2 separate regions of the Capra hircus genome follow, and region 1 is linked to region 2. A link is a contact called in public Hi-C data. All regions are on one chromosome and are shown on one strand. The core of a region is the stretch at or near the end of the contact, and the rest is flanking DNA. Distances in the headings are between cores, read along the strand shown.

Region 1 (6,922 bases), core at 3,231-5,730, 74 kb after region 2:
GTCTGGTGGGCAGACAGACTGATAATGTGGCTGAGAAAAGTAGCTGGCTGTAATCAAAGTTCAAGGAAAGCACCCTAGAGTATTTTATTCCAAATTTGGGGGATAGGAAAGGCCTCATAGGATAGGGAATATCTGAACTAAAACTTGGAGAATGAAAAGTTGGGTTTTTGGAAATCTATTCAGGTTGAAGGAATTGTAGGAATATAGGCATGAAAGTTTGAAATAACTTACTGAGGGGAAAATAATTTGTGTAATGCAAATCAAGGATTTTTGATGAGGAAACTGGAAGATAAGGCTGGGAAGGGAGTAGGGGTTGTGGAGAAGGTTAGGAAGTGAGGGCTTTCTTCTTTAGGCCAGTGTTTACCCAACTGCATGCTATAAAACCTAATGGTATGAGATAGTTTTAGGTTAAAAAAAAAAAAAAAGTGTTCAAGTGAGGTGCATCTGGGAGACAGTGGCTAAAACAAAGGAACCAGGTTGAGAAACTGTGGGACTTCTCTGAGCGTTTGTATATTGATGAGGATCGTGAATCTCTAAAAGGGATTTGTAGTTGTATATGATGTGCTCCCCAGACTCTTTTGGGTCCTAGAACCTCTTTACTATAGAATGTCTCTGGCTTCTAGTATTTTGAGGAACACATTAAGGAAGCCACCTTTCTTTGGTTGCCCCAAATAATTTTTGATTATTGCATCTGTCAATTTTCATTTCATTAGTGATCTGTATTTTTTGATGGTGAGACCATCTTCAGAGGGTGTTATATCCATGGGAGTCTGGGTTATCCTGGGCTGTGAAGGTGCTCCTTCTAGAACAAATTTACTGGTTTGGAAATAGTTTTTATATTTTTGTCTTGAGTACCTCTTATACCACCTGGATAGTAGTAATTCAACCCCCACATCTGTATGTGACATGAGCCTTGGGTTCTGGTTTCTTGAAGGTGAAGTTTTCACTCCCCAGGCCATAGGAGATGGTGAACTTCCTTCCACTTTCCCATAGCAGATGGTTGGAGTTCATCTATTGCTGGTTTTACAGATGAGGCTACACTGTCCTCAAGGAGCCTGTGGCCTACACATTCAACCTGATGGGATACTTGTCCTGAACCATTAAAGCCCATATCGGAATTCTACAAGCCCGTGAGTCATTTTGGTCTCAGCTTTCATTCAGCTCCCAGACTTAAATCCTTTGTTATTTAAAGCACTCAGCCTTTACCTCTTGCTTCTGAGTATGGCTCAAATCTATTTTTTGGTTTTATACCATTTTTTCATGTGTTTAGAGCTATAGGGGAAGATTCCTTCTAAGTCAGCTCAGTATGCCGTGTTGGCTAGACGTTGTTGTCCCTCCTTGGGTCATGTTCCCGTCATGTGTAGGATCAGTACAGCTGAAGTAGTCTGTCAGCTTGGAGGCCTTTGTGTCCAACCATTGTGCTTCAGTCCTTTCCCGTATCCTTTGTCTAGTGAATCATAGTGGAAGTCTTTTGCTGGCTGTGGACAGTAGTGGAAACCTGGAGAACAATTTCCAGGCAAGGTGCTGTTATTGTTATAGTTTTGTCATTGTTTTTGTTTATATGAAGTCAGATTTCTGGCAGTGTGCTGTTGGAGAAAGAGAAAGAACCATGTGCCTAGTCATTCCTGCTTTGATTAATCTATCCATTCTCTCAAGAAATATTTCTTGAGTGCTTTCTGTGTGACAGATACTATGTTAGCCACAGGAGAGACATTGATGAACAGATAAACAACAAGATTCTTGGCCTCATGGAACTTACAGTTACATGGAGGGAGACAGAGATTGTCAAACACACATGCAAACAAATATGCGGCTCGTGAGCACAGGGTGCTGTGAAAGCGCAGACTGAAAGCAGTAGTTGTGATTGCTGCCCTGACGTCATGACTGGGTAGACCACTTTCTCACTGTCTAACCTCAAGTTCTCTTTTTGTGAGTGTCCCTAGCTGTTTCACAGAACTGTTGTGGGTCTGAAATGAAACAACTACAAGAAAGAGCTTTTTCAGTGTCGAACCTTAAGATGATGATACTATCTGAGAGATGAGGGCGACTAGATGAGGTTTTCCTAGAGTCTGGGGAGCCTTCAGACCAGTGATATGCTGGTAAATGTTTAGCAGTTGGCTCTCCAATAAAGAATCCCAAGAGCTTTGGTTTGTTTGCTGATCCCTTTGCTAATTTCCATGGTGTAAATATTTCCACCAAGGTAGTGTCACTAGACACTGAATTGCGACCAGCTCCAGCCCATCACTGCTCCCAGCTGTGTCCCATGCTGTGTGTGGCAAGGAGTGGGAATATGGACAACACACCTCTTGTTAAGTTTTGGTTTGAGAAAGAGCACAGAAGTGTGACAGAATCACTCTTGTGTCTGGATATGCTGTCTTGTCTTTTTTTTTTTTTTTTTAAAGTAATCTTATTGAAGTTTAAAAGGTTTTTATTAAAATATAGTTGACATACAATATTTTGTTAGTTTTAGGTGTACATCATAGCGATTTGACACTGAAATGCATTATGAAATGATCACATTAAGTCTAGTACCTGTCTGTCCCCACACACTTATTACAATATTATTGACTGTATTGTTTATGCTGTATATTGCCTCTCCATGACTTATTTTATAGTTGGAAGTTTATACCTCTTGGTACCCTTCGCCTGTTTTACCCATCCCTCCGCCCTCCTTCTGTCTGGCAACCATATGCTTATTCTCTGTCTGTGAGTCTGTTTTCATTTTGTCTTGTTTGGTCATTTGCTTTTTTGTCTTTTAGACTCCATATATAAGTGAGATGATACGGAATTTGTCATTCTCTGACATTTCACCAAGCATAATATCCTCTAGATCCATCCATGTTGTCGCAAATTTCACTCTTTTATGGCTGATTCATATTCTGTGTGTGTGTGTGTGTGTGTGTGTGTGTGTGTGTGTGTGTGTATCACATTGGAAGTGCTGTCTTCTTGATTTAAAATCATGGCAGTGCATTTGGCAAATGCTATTGGCTCAGTCCCTAGGAAAGAAAAATGTACCAGGGGATGTTCTAGGATGACAGGGAGAGTGCAGTTAGGAATTTGGATTTAGAAACATAGTTTCCCAGCTCCACAGTATGCCCAGGTTTTTCAAATAATTGTGCCTCTGAGATGCTATATTGCATAATGTTAAACCTGAATTTTTGGCATTAGAGGTGAGTCCATGTCTCAGATCCACTGCTTCCTGGCAGAAGGGTCATGCGCAGGTTGCCAGCCTCTCTAAGGCTGTTTTCTCATCTATAAAATGAGAGCAGTGGTACCTCCTTCACAGAGTCTAGGGTGGACTAAATGAGGTCATACATGTAAAATGCTCAGGACTGTGCCTGCTGTTATTGCTGAAATTAGTCCTTCTCAATCTTGAGTAGCAAATCTGGTCCATGTAGGAATATAGATTTTCCCCTGATGTTCTCAAAGCTAGCTTATTTCCTCATCCCGTGTTTGGGTGAGAATCACCCTTAACTGGACCTTTCCCCTTGCCAAGTCACTGCCCTGCCCTATTTTAATCTGAGTCCCCCTCTTCATTCTCAGAACACATTATTTTTCTTTTAATTTTTTTATTTTTAATTGGAGGATAATTGCTTTACAACATTGTGTTGGGTTTCTGCCATACGTCAGCATGAATCAAGCAGGGCAGAGTGCCCCAGGGCTACCCTCTTTGCTCAGTATACAGGTACGTCTGGCTTGGCTCCCTCTATAACTTAGAGGGTAGAGTGGAAGGATCAGGTTCATCTAGTGTTTTCTGACCAAGGCTTGTGCTTCCATCAGAGGTATGAGCTGAGGACTATGAAATCTGATTTTCTCCATCTTCTTTCCATGTAGCAACCTTGTAGCACTCAAAAAATTGGTTCTGAAACATGAAGCAGTGAGGAAATGATGCTATGGACTTCCCTTGTGGTTCAGCTGGTAAAGAATCCGCCTGCAATGCGGGAGACCTGGGTTCGATCCCTGGATAGGGAAGATCCCCTAGAAAAGGGAAAGGCTACCCACTTCAGTATTCTGGCCTGGAGAATTCCATGGACCGTATAGTTCTTGGGGTTGCAAAGAGTCAGACACGACTGAGTGACTTTCACTTTCTTTGTCTAAAAGTGAAACACTAAGTATGCCTTGGGGGCAACTGGTTATTTCATCATGGGGCCCACAAAAAAAAAAAAAGTTTTCATCTAAGTAGACATTACCCTGTCCCATGATTGAAGCCACAGGGTTGCTGCTTAGATCTAAGAGACCAGGGCTTTATGCAGTTTTCCTTTAAAGGGCCAGAGAGTAAATATTTTAGGCTTTGTGGGCCACAGCCTCTCAATTCAGCTCTGCTATTAAAGTGTGAAAGCAGCCGTAGATGATTTGTAATGAGTGAGCATGGCTGTGTTCCAAGAAAATTTTATTTACAAAAACAGGTGCATGTGGCCTGTGGGCTGAGGTTTGCCAACTGGGTAGCTACTGAGAATAACGGGAAAGAGTCTGAGCATTAGAGATGGGAGTATGTGGACCTAGCTCTGCTGCTTTCTGGCTCTGGACTTGAGTGAGTGACTCAGTATGGGCCGGAGTGTATACTCACTGGCCGTCAGGAGAGTCCGGGGTTATGGTGTTTCTGGAGAGTGTGGTGCTGGGCACGAGCTGCTGCTAGACATGAGCTGCTGCTGCTTCTACTTGTTGCCCCTTTGCCTTGGCCACTCCTTTGACAGCAGGGACTGTTGGGAACGATTGTAGGCCCATAGGCTAGTTGAAGTTCATTTGCTTATTTTCCAAATATGGCATCTAAATGAAAAAAGTATGCGACCTCCTCTAGCTGTGGAGAAGGTCACTGTTGCTGCCAAGTGCTGTGGCTTTCACAGCTGAGTAGGTAAACAGTGCAACTGAGCGGAACCAGTTAGACAAGTCAAGCCAAAAATAAAGATAAGGTTAAATATCGACTTCATTAGACTCAGCCTGCATTGCAGCTTCTATAACAAAAACTATGCTGATTGACAGAACGGTGTGATCAGCAAATCCTACCTACTCAAGGCCCTGCTGTTCATTCTTTAGGAAAGCGTTCTCATCCGGCCATGAGCTCTGTGCCTGGCACTGTGCTTGGTGGCAGGAAGTGCAGAGACAGAGCTGATACCCTTCTCACCCCGTAGAAATCACAGTCCAGTAAAGGGAAGAGGAAGGCAGTGTGCACAACAGAGCAGGTGTAGCTGTCCATCACCTAACTCAGCAAAGCCAGGCGTCTCTGGCATCCTTTGGTTCTAGGGCCTGGCTCTGCTTCCCTAACCCTGCTGCCTGCTCCGGCCTGCTTACAAGCTCATTCTGAACTCTTTTGTCCATTCATTCTTTAAATACATTTGAATGTGTATTATGTGCCAACAAGTAAGACAAGGTCCCTGTTCTCATGAATCTTAAGGGTTAATTGAAGAAACACGCAATTATTTACAGAATAATGCAATAAGGTTGAGACACATAGCTACGTGAGAGTTAATAATTTTTAGAAATGAACTAGACGAGGAGGATTTCCGTGACGTGTATGTCTGTGTTTGTACACATGTAGGTTATTTTATATAGAAATGAGAGCAAACTACACATGTATACTGCGCCTTCCCTTCTGTTCCATTCCACTCATCTTTCTTCCTTCTCTTCTTTCTGATGGATTCCTTTCTGATATCTCATCCAATCCGAGTATTCTCAGCCTGACTTAAGTACATGTTTAGGAAATAGGGCCAAAGCGTTAGTAACATATCAATACACACAAATACACAATTAGAATAAGAAAAATTGGAGGTTTTTAACCCACACTGGGAGATACAGCTTTCATTTCAAATTGTGAATTTTGAAACTGTAAATTTTTCTGTAGTGTTTACCTTTTCTCTTAGGATTTTTTTTTTCCTTCTCCCTTCCACTTTTTATTTTGAAAAATTTCAAACCTATGGTAAAGTTGGAAAAGAACGAACATTCATATATTCTTTACCTAGATTCACCATTTGTTAACATTGTGCTTCATTTGCTTTCTCTCTTTCTCTCTATAATCTTTTATTTTGTTAAATATTTAATTTTTATTTTTGACAATAAATTGTAGACATTATGACACTTTACCCTTAAGTATTTTAGCTTGCCCTTCCTAAGAACAAGGAAATTCTCCTTCTGAGCCATAAAACCATAATCATACCAAACAAATGTAACACTGACACAATAATATTTTCTAATATACAGTCGGCATTCAAATTTCCTAACAGTCTCAAAAAAAGTCTTTCATGGTTGTTTCTTTTTAATCCATGACCGAATAAGGATCATGCCTTGCATTTAGTTCTAAGTCTCTGAAGAAGAAGATTAAGCGTGCATGCTGTCATGACCAGCTCTTTGAGGCCCCATGGACTGTAGTCTGTCAGGCTCCTCTGTCCTTGGGATTTCCCCGGCAAGAATACTGGAGTGGGTTGCCATTTCCTTCTCCAGGGGATCTTCTGTTTCCATGCCTTTTTTAGTGTCTTTCATAATGCTAACAGCTTTTTAAAATGGCAATTAAAATTTTTTTGTTTATTTATTTTTGACTATACTAGGTCTTTGTTGCTGCACTTGGGCTTTCTCTAGTTGTGGCAAGTGGGGGCTGCTCTCTAGTTGTGGTTCATGGGCTACTCATTGTGGTGGCTTCCCTTGTGGACCCCAGGCTCTGGGCACATGGGCTCTGTAGTTGTGCTACAGAGCACAGGCTTAGTTGCCCCTCAGCATGTGAAGTCTTCCCACACGAGGGTTTGAGCCTGTGTCCCCCCTGGATGGCCAGGGAAGTCCCCAATGCTAACAGTTTTGAGGAATCCAGGACACTTATGTTGAAGAGTGTCCCACACATGCAGTTGTCTATTTCTTTGCTATAAGGTTCAGGTTTAACGTTTTAGAAAGACTACTGCATAGAGAATGCTGATTCCCTCTCATTAAGTCGCGTTCA
Region 2 (6,664 bases), core at 1,147-3,646:
GGAGGTGAGACCCTACTGCTGGAAATTCCAAACATGGGACCTCTTCCTACAGGAAGGCACTACTTTGGTTCCTTTGGCTTTCCTCTATTGCAAGAATCCCATAGTGACTCTCCTTAATCTGAAATCCAGTTAGGACAGTTAGCCTTGAGCAAGCAGTTTCAGCCTGTGGCCCAGAGAAGGCTTGGATAATAAAGTAGAAAGTGTAAAGTATAGCACTGATAGCAGAGGAGCTTCTGATGGCAACTTTGTGCCAGGAGTCTGGAGACTTTGATTCTTGGTTCAGCTCAGACCCTGGTTTTGCTTTTCTTTTCTTGATGCCCTTCTCCAAGAAGTCTCTGTTCAGCTTATCTCTCGTGGATAGAGTGGAGGATAAAGTGCAGGTGAGAGCAGTATGGCTTCAACACATGCATTGTGGTGACATTGGTTAGCACTGCAGAAGTAGGTTGCCAAAGAAAGTGTGTAAACATTTTATACTGGCTCTCCAGAGTTGTAATATATTGAAACCTGAAATATGCTTGGTCCTTTAGTATTTACTTTTCTGATCTTCAAAAAGTTTCTGGTTTGTTTCATGTGACACTTCCCCTGCCCCCCTTTTCTATATGGTGAGGTTGTGACTAGGGGTATGAAGTTGTGAGAGACTCATCTTAGTCTCGTATCCCTTTTATGAATCATCCACTCATCTTCCTGGTGGATGTCTGCACTCTGGCATGGATTCTGGGATTTAGTTTCCTTATTTGTGATGTTCAACTTCTGGTCCCTGTGATTCACCTCAAGAGGAAATATCTGGAGCAGAGCCACAAGGCTGATTAGAAGAGGAAGGGGCAGAGGGAGAAAGATAGGAGGGGTATTGTTGTGAAAGGAAGAAGTAGTGATACAGGGCTGTAGGGTGTAAATAAAATCTGAGCCCCTTCTCACTTGAGAAAGAATGAGTTGGGTAGTTGCCTAATGGCCTTATTTAAGAGGACTTTGTGATGTCAGTGGTGGGGAGTAATCTTTGAGAGTAACATGCTAGCCAGTTTGGGTTCAGGAGGCTGTGCAAAGTTTAAGTTATTCCTAGTTTCTGCTACCTCAGTGTCCGGCTTCCCTCATTATGGTCTCAGGGCTTTCTGGCAGTGAAGAAATTTAACAGGTCAAAATTACAACTATTATAAGTTTACTAAGCATCCCTCATACTTTCACATACTTCATATTATCTTCCTTAAATCCCCCTCAAAACTTGAGAGTCCAGTAAAAATTTCTTCTTAAACAATCTTACAGGCTAATAAGAAGAAAAATGGAACATTTAAGACATTTTTAGAGTTATGTGATTTTAGAGTTGAAAGGGACTCTAGAGTTTGACCCTACGTTATGTGTGAGGGGCTGAGGTCGAGAGTAGGGAAAAGACTGACTGAAAGTCACTCAACCAGATGGTGGTAATATGGGTCCTGAAAAGCAAAGACAGGACACAGAGGATTCCAAGAATAGAGATGCTCATGTGTGGTCTTTCTGAGGCATCAAGGAAGTTTCTTAACCCATTTTTGTGGCTAAGCTTCCCAAGTTGGCTCAGTGGTAGAGAATCCTCCTGCCAGTGCGGGAGCTGCAGGAGATGTGGGTTTGATCCCTAAGTTGGGAAGATCCCCTGGAGGAGGAAATGGGAACCCACTCCAGTATTCTTGCTTGGATAATCGCATGGACAGCGGAGCCTGCTGGGCTACGAGCCCATAGAGTTGTAGATTCAGATGCAACTGAAAGGAACTGACCACGCAAACACCAGTGGCTGATTGCCCCAGTTATGCGCCTTGACTGTGGCTCTGAGGTACAGAGCAGCCTCCAGCATGCCCCCTACATTATGTTTTCGCATAGGTGGGTCAGAATTGAGGCTTGAAAGGCAATTGGAGATTCCAGGGTGCGAGAGGTCTTTGACTGGAGATGGGGGGTTTAGTTGGAGACTGATTGCTTGGAGCTACAGCGTATGTCAGATTTTAACATGAGAGACTTTAGGAAGGTGTTTTAGGGTTGTGCTATGGAACTTGTGGTCTTTTGTTATGGCCTGGGGAAATAAATGTATGTGGTCCCATTGTGATGGCTTTACTGCAGTTTAGCCTCTTGCAGTCAAATAGTGTTTGTTTCAGTTCTCTTTTTCTTACTTCTTTCTGCATTCTTCTCTTCTCGGTTCCATCAGGCTCTTTTACCCTAACTTCTCTTCCTCTATCAGACTCTCAGAGCTGCTGTAGATTTTGGGAGGAGGAACTGGAAAATGAGCTGTGACCTACAAGTCAATTTCCCCAGGTGGATAAAGTCCACTGGAAGCCACAGAGGGGCCTCCTCATTCCAGCAATCTGGCCAGGCTGACAGACTCACAGCCTATGGGGGCAGGGGAGGAGGAGGGGACCAGTATTTCTCGGGCTAGTGAGGAACTGCCCAGATCTTTTCAGTCTAGGCAGAGGAGGCAGGAGGTACTGGGGTCGGCTGGTTGCCTGGGGATGCCTGGGCAGATGTGGAAGCGGCTGGAAAGGTGGCCTTGCACTTGGGTTGCTGTTGCTGCGCTGTTCCTAGGAAACGGAGGAGCAGCAAGCCTGCGGGGGAGGGGGAGCAAGTGGGTTGCTGCTTTTAGCAGCTGAAAGGGCTGCAGGGAGCTCTGGGTAAGACGTTTTCTGCTGCTGCTGATTCTGCGGTAGAAGCTGCCGAGAGTAAGTCAGAGCAAGGAGGATCGAGAGGGAGGTGGCTTCATTTGCAGCCATGCTGAATCACTGCTGTTGATCAGATCTCCCGCTGGTTGGCTGGGAGAACCGAGCAGAACAGAGCTAGGATCCTCCGGTACAGACACAGCTCAGCAGCTGCCACCCCAGCTGGGCCTCACACAATGGACGGGGAAAGGTAGGTACGTGTGTATAAGTGTGTGTGTGTGTGTTTGTGTACGTATATACGCACTCACACTGCAGCCACCAGCTTTTGTATTGGCGTTGGTTAGACAGGGTTGGAAGACCTGGTCACTGATGGATCCCAGCCGGCGGCAGAGCCAGACCAGGGAGACCCCTTTCCCCAGAGATCTGGCTTCCGCAGAGACAGGTCTGGGTTTGCAGGGCAGCGGAGCACCCTGAAAGAAGTGACTTCCTGACTGGTGTTTGGGAAGAGTTTCAGCATGGGCTGTATCAGGCTGTTTCAAGGAGGCGTTTCCCTTTCCTGGCTACTTTCCTCGGGGTGTTTTTTCTTTGGTGGGTGTTTTTTGATGTCATAGCAGGGCTGGCCTGGCATAGAGTACTTGCTCAAGTTGTCAACAAGCATGCCAAGCTGATGTCTTTCCTAAAAGTGTGTGTGTGTGTGTACCTGTATGCACACACAAGTTCAAGTAAGAAGGAGAGAAATCCATTCAGGTGACACTTTCTCGGAACTTTCCATTTGCATTGAAAAGTTTCCTAATGATACTGGAAGTTATATTCTTTAGGGAAACTCTTGCTCCTTTCATCAGGGGTTTCTTTATGAAATAGAAATTACCAGAAGGAAATTTCAGTACTTCTGTTGAGCTGGATCTAACTAGCGAGAGATTTTTTTTCCTGGCAGTCCCATGCATTTTAATACATTTTAAAGCTGTTATCTGAGGCTCTGATTCTTTAATTATGAAGGTGCTGAGTGTGGTGCAGGGCAGGTCACTTCTCTGTGTGCCAAAACATCTCCTCTCCATTCTGTGAGTCTGCGGCTGGTAGAGAACGAGGCTTGCCTTTTCCTTGAGGTGAGAAGACTAAGAGCCAATGGACCCCTGAGGGAGGAGGGCTGCTGCTCTAAGTCACCAGTTTGATTCAGATGGTAACTAGCTGGTTAAAGGGTAACAGGTTCAACTAAGTCAACAATGCCTGGAGTGTACCTCAATAAACAATTTCTTTTGCATGGATTGTCCCCAGTCTTACATCTCATGGGGGCACAATGATGTCATTAAACCTCTCTAAACCCCATTAGGACTGGCAGGATTGTATAGTGTCCTCTTGTCTGAAGAGGCCCCCGGGGGCTGTCTTTCTTGATGTAACTCCTAGGAAGAGAACTGGGACTTTTTAGACTGAATGTACTGGTTGAGTGTCTCTCCTTGAGTGTCCTTTGCAATAGGAGCTTAGTGTTGGATTCTTTGTGGCCCCCTGGGTGACAGAGCATTTGAAAGCCTGCTTCCTTAGGGCAGAAGTGTGCAGTGTCCTTACCTTCTCTTATTGGTCTAGTAGCTAACAGAGGACAGGGGTGATATGAACGGAGGTTTGGAGATTCTAGATCAAGCCTGTTTGCTTATATATTAGGACTGAAAGGTCCATTTGAGACTAGCAACAGTAGATCAAAGCACTGCTTCCCAAGCATTTTTGGGTACTTACTATGTTCTCAGTTTTGTGTTCCAAAATGTAATGAGCCCTGGCCTCCTAGGAGCTCTCTTGTTCTTCAGCACTCTGGTGCCTTTCAACTGGGATGGCTGAGGTCTTTGGCATTGCAACCCCTAGTTTTTACATGTGTTCTTTTGCTTTCCTTCTATTAAAAGCAGAGAAATCCAAACCTTGCAGCTTCCAGTGTTCACCAGGTCACCGAGCTCACTACCTTTTGTTCCCACTCTAAGACCAGCTTACCCTGCCAGGCATTCAAGTCTTCTGAAATCTGGCTCCAGTCTCCATTCCTACTGCTCACTCATATACCCCTACCGAGAGATCAATGGGTCTCTCTTGTGATCACTCATCCTGTGCACTACTACATCCAGTCTCCGATCCTTAGCTTCCAGAGTTTCTTTCGCCTGGAATGCCTTTTGCTTTCACTTTTCCAAAAGTTATTCATCTATCAAGGCTGTTTTAAAATTCCACTTTGTCTTGGAAACTTAAGCTCTTCTGGTTCTGGCAGATGTTCTTCCTAATTTCATTACTTCTAGTTTGAATCTCATAGTTGGGTACTGAATAACAGGCCCACCCACAAGATGTTTTTGTGCTGTTGTTTCATATATCTTGTAAGTTCCCACAGTGGGGGATAGGTTCTCAAGGACAAGAATGTTGCCTGTACCTCTGAATACTCCACATTATCTACTGTGGGGCTGGACACATAGTAGGTAGTAGATAATTATTTGCTGATTAGCTGATGACTTTTGTGAGAAGCTCCAGTAACTAAAAATTGCCTCTCCAAGAGGCGATTGAAACCTCTGGCCAATAGGTTCATCCTTGGCTATCAGCCTTATTATCTCAGCATGGGTAATTGACCCCATGGAATGCTTTGAGGTAGGGGAGAAAAGGGGGAAGTAGGCTTCTTTCACAAGTTCCCAGAGAAACTGGGTGACTGGCCTAGGATCACATGTCAGACCTCTAGAGACTGGAGGGATCCTAAGTCTTGTTCTTCTACATTTAACCTGCTAAAGCTTAATTGGGGCTGTTTTTAAGCATTAAGAATTTTCAGCCAAGAGATTTCTAATGAACAATGTTCTTTCTTTGCCATGAGAGTTTGAAAATAACTTCTACCTTAAAAGGCTATTAATTAAAACATGGGCTTTGGGGTAACATAGAGCTTGTGGTGAATCTATTTCATAAACTGTATGACCTTGAGTATGGCACATTTTTTCAGAATTAATTTTTCTTTTTGATGTAGAGAGGCAGTATCCATATCTCACAGAGTTGTTGTGAAGATCAAAGGAGGCAATATAGATAAAGCACCTGGCAAGTTTTTCTGGCACAGAGTAAGTTCTCAGTAAATGGTAGTTGCTATTATTGTTAGTGTTCATCTATTGCCCTGCTGTACTCCATGATTTGTTCTTGGATACTAACCAAGGCTTATTTTAAGGGCTTCGTATATTTATAATCCAAAGCAGATTTTGTGGGACCATTCCCATGAGAAAATTAAGAGGCTATCAGATCATCATCTTGCATCCACCTAAACTGTCTCCTCACAGTGAGATACCACACAGGGCTTGGCACTTCCTTTTGTAGGGTTCATCAACACTTGTGTGTGTGTGTGTCTGTGTGTGTGTGTGCACACATGTGTGCTCGGTCCAGTCAGACTCTGTGATTCCTATGGATTTGTAACCTGCAAGACACATGGAATTTTCCAAGCAAAACTACTGCAATGGATTGCCATTTCCTATTCCAGGGCATCTTCCTGACCCAGGAATTGAACTCGAGTCTCTTGCATCTCCTGCATTGGCAGGCAGGTTCATTACCACTGTGCCACCTAGGAAGCCTTACCTTAGTCCTCCTTTTTATAGATACCCCGAGGCTTCAGATGCATTAGTGATTTGGGGCCATGACATCACTATAGTGACAAATTGTGTGTGTGTGTGTGTGTGTGTGTGTGTGTGTAGCACATTGAAAATGACAGTAGCTTGGCTACTGGGATTTCATTTAAGTACTAGAAATTAGCCTTGAGGATGGATTACAGTAAATTCCCAACTTATACGAGGTATCTAGAATGGTCAAATTCATAGAGACAAAAAGTAGATTGGTGGTTGCCAGGGTCTGGGGAGAGGGAGAAATCCTTAATGGGCATGGAGTTTTGTTGTTGTTGTTGTTGTTTTTTGCTTTTCTTTGGGTTTTCTTTCCTTTTTTTTTTTTTAATTTTACTTCATTTTCCTTTACAATACTGTATTGGTTTTGCCATATATCAACATGAATCTGCCACGGGTGTACACGTGTTCCCAATCCTGAAGGGCGTGGAGTTTTAATTTAGGGAAATGAAAAAGTTC

The links. Hi-C and Micro-C count contacts between places; a contact is called where the count stands out from the background.
Region 1: a Hi-C map of blood shows a contact between it and region 2, with 1.8 times the contacts expected there. The contact joins the enhancer-like site here to the promoter of KLHL3 in region 2. A contact is called at or near these places in 2 of 5 Hi-C or Micro-C datasets (both in blood).

The regions. Positions count from the first base shown.
Region 1 is chr7:61,405,946-61,412,867 of ARS1.2, forward strand. All of the region lies in intron 6 of KLHL3 (kelch-like protein 3), which reads left to right. Among named protein-coding and RNA genes, the nearest start is that of MIR874, 24 kb to the right of the region's middle. Within about 2 kb of position 4,481, at least 2 of the 5 cell types and tissues checked have an H3K27ac peak or open chromatin away from gene starts, as enhancers often do.
Region 2 is chr7:61,334,221-61,340,884 of ARS1.2, forward strand. It overlaps KLHL3 (kelch-like protein 3), which reads left to right and starts at 2,397. Exons shown (of 15, transcript XM_005682967.3): 1 at 2,397-2,856. The coding sequence starts at 2,843.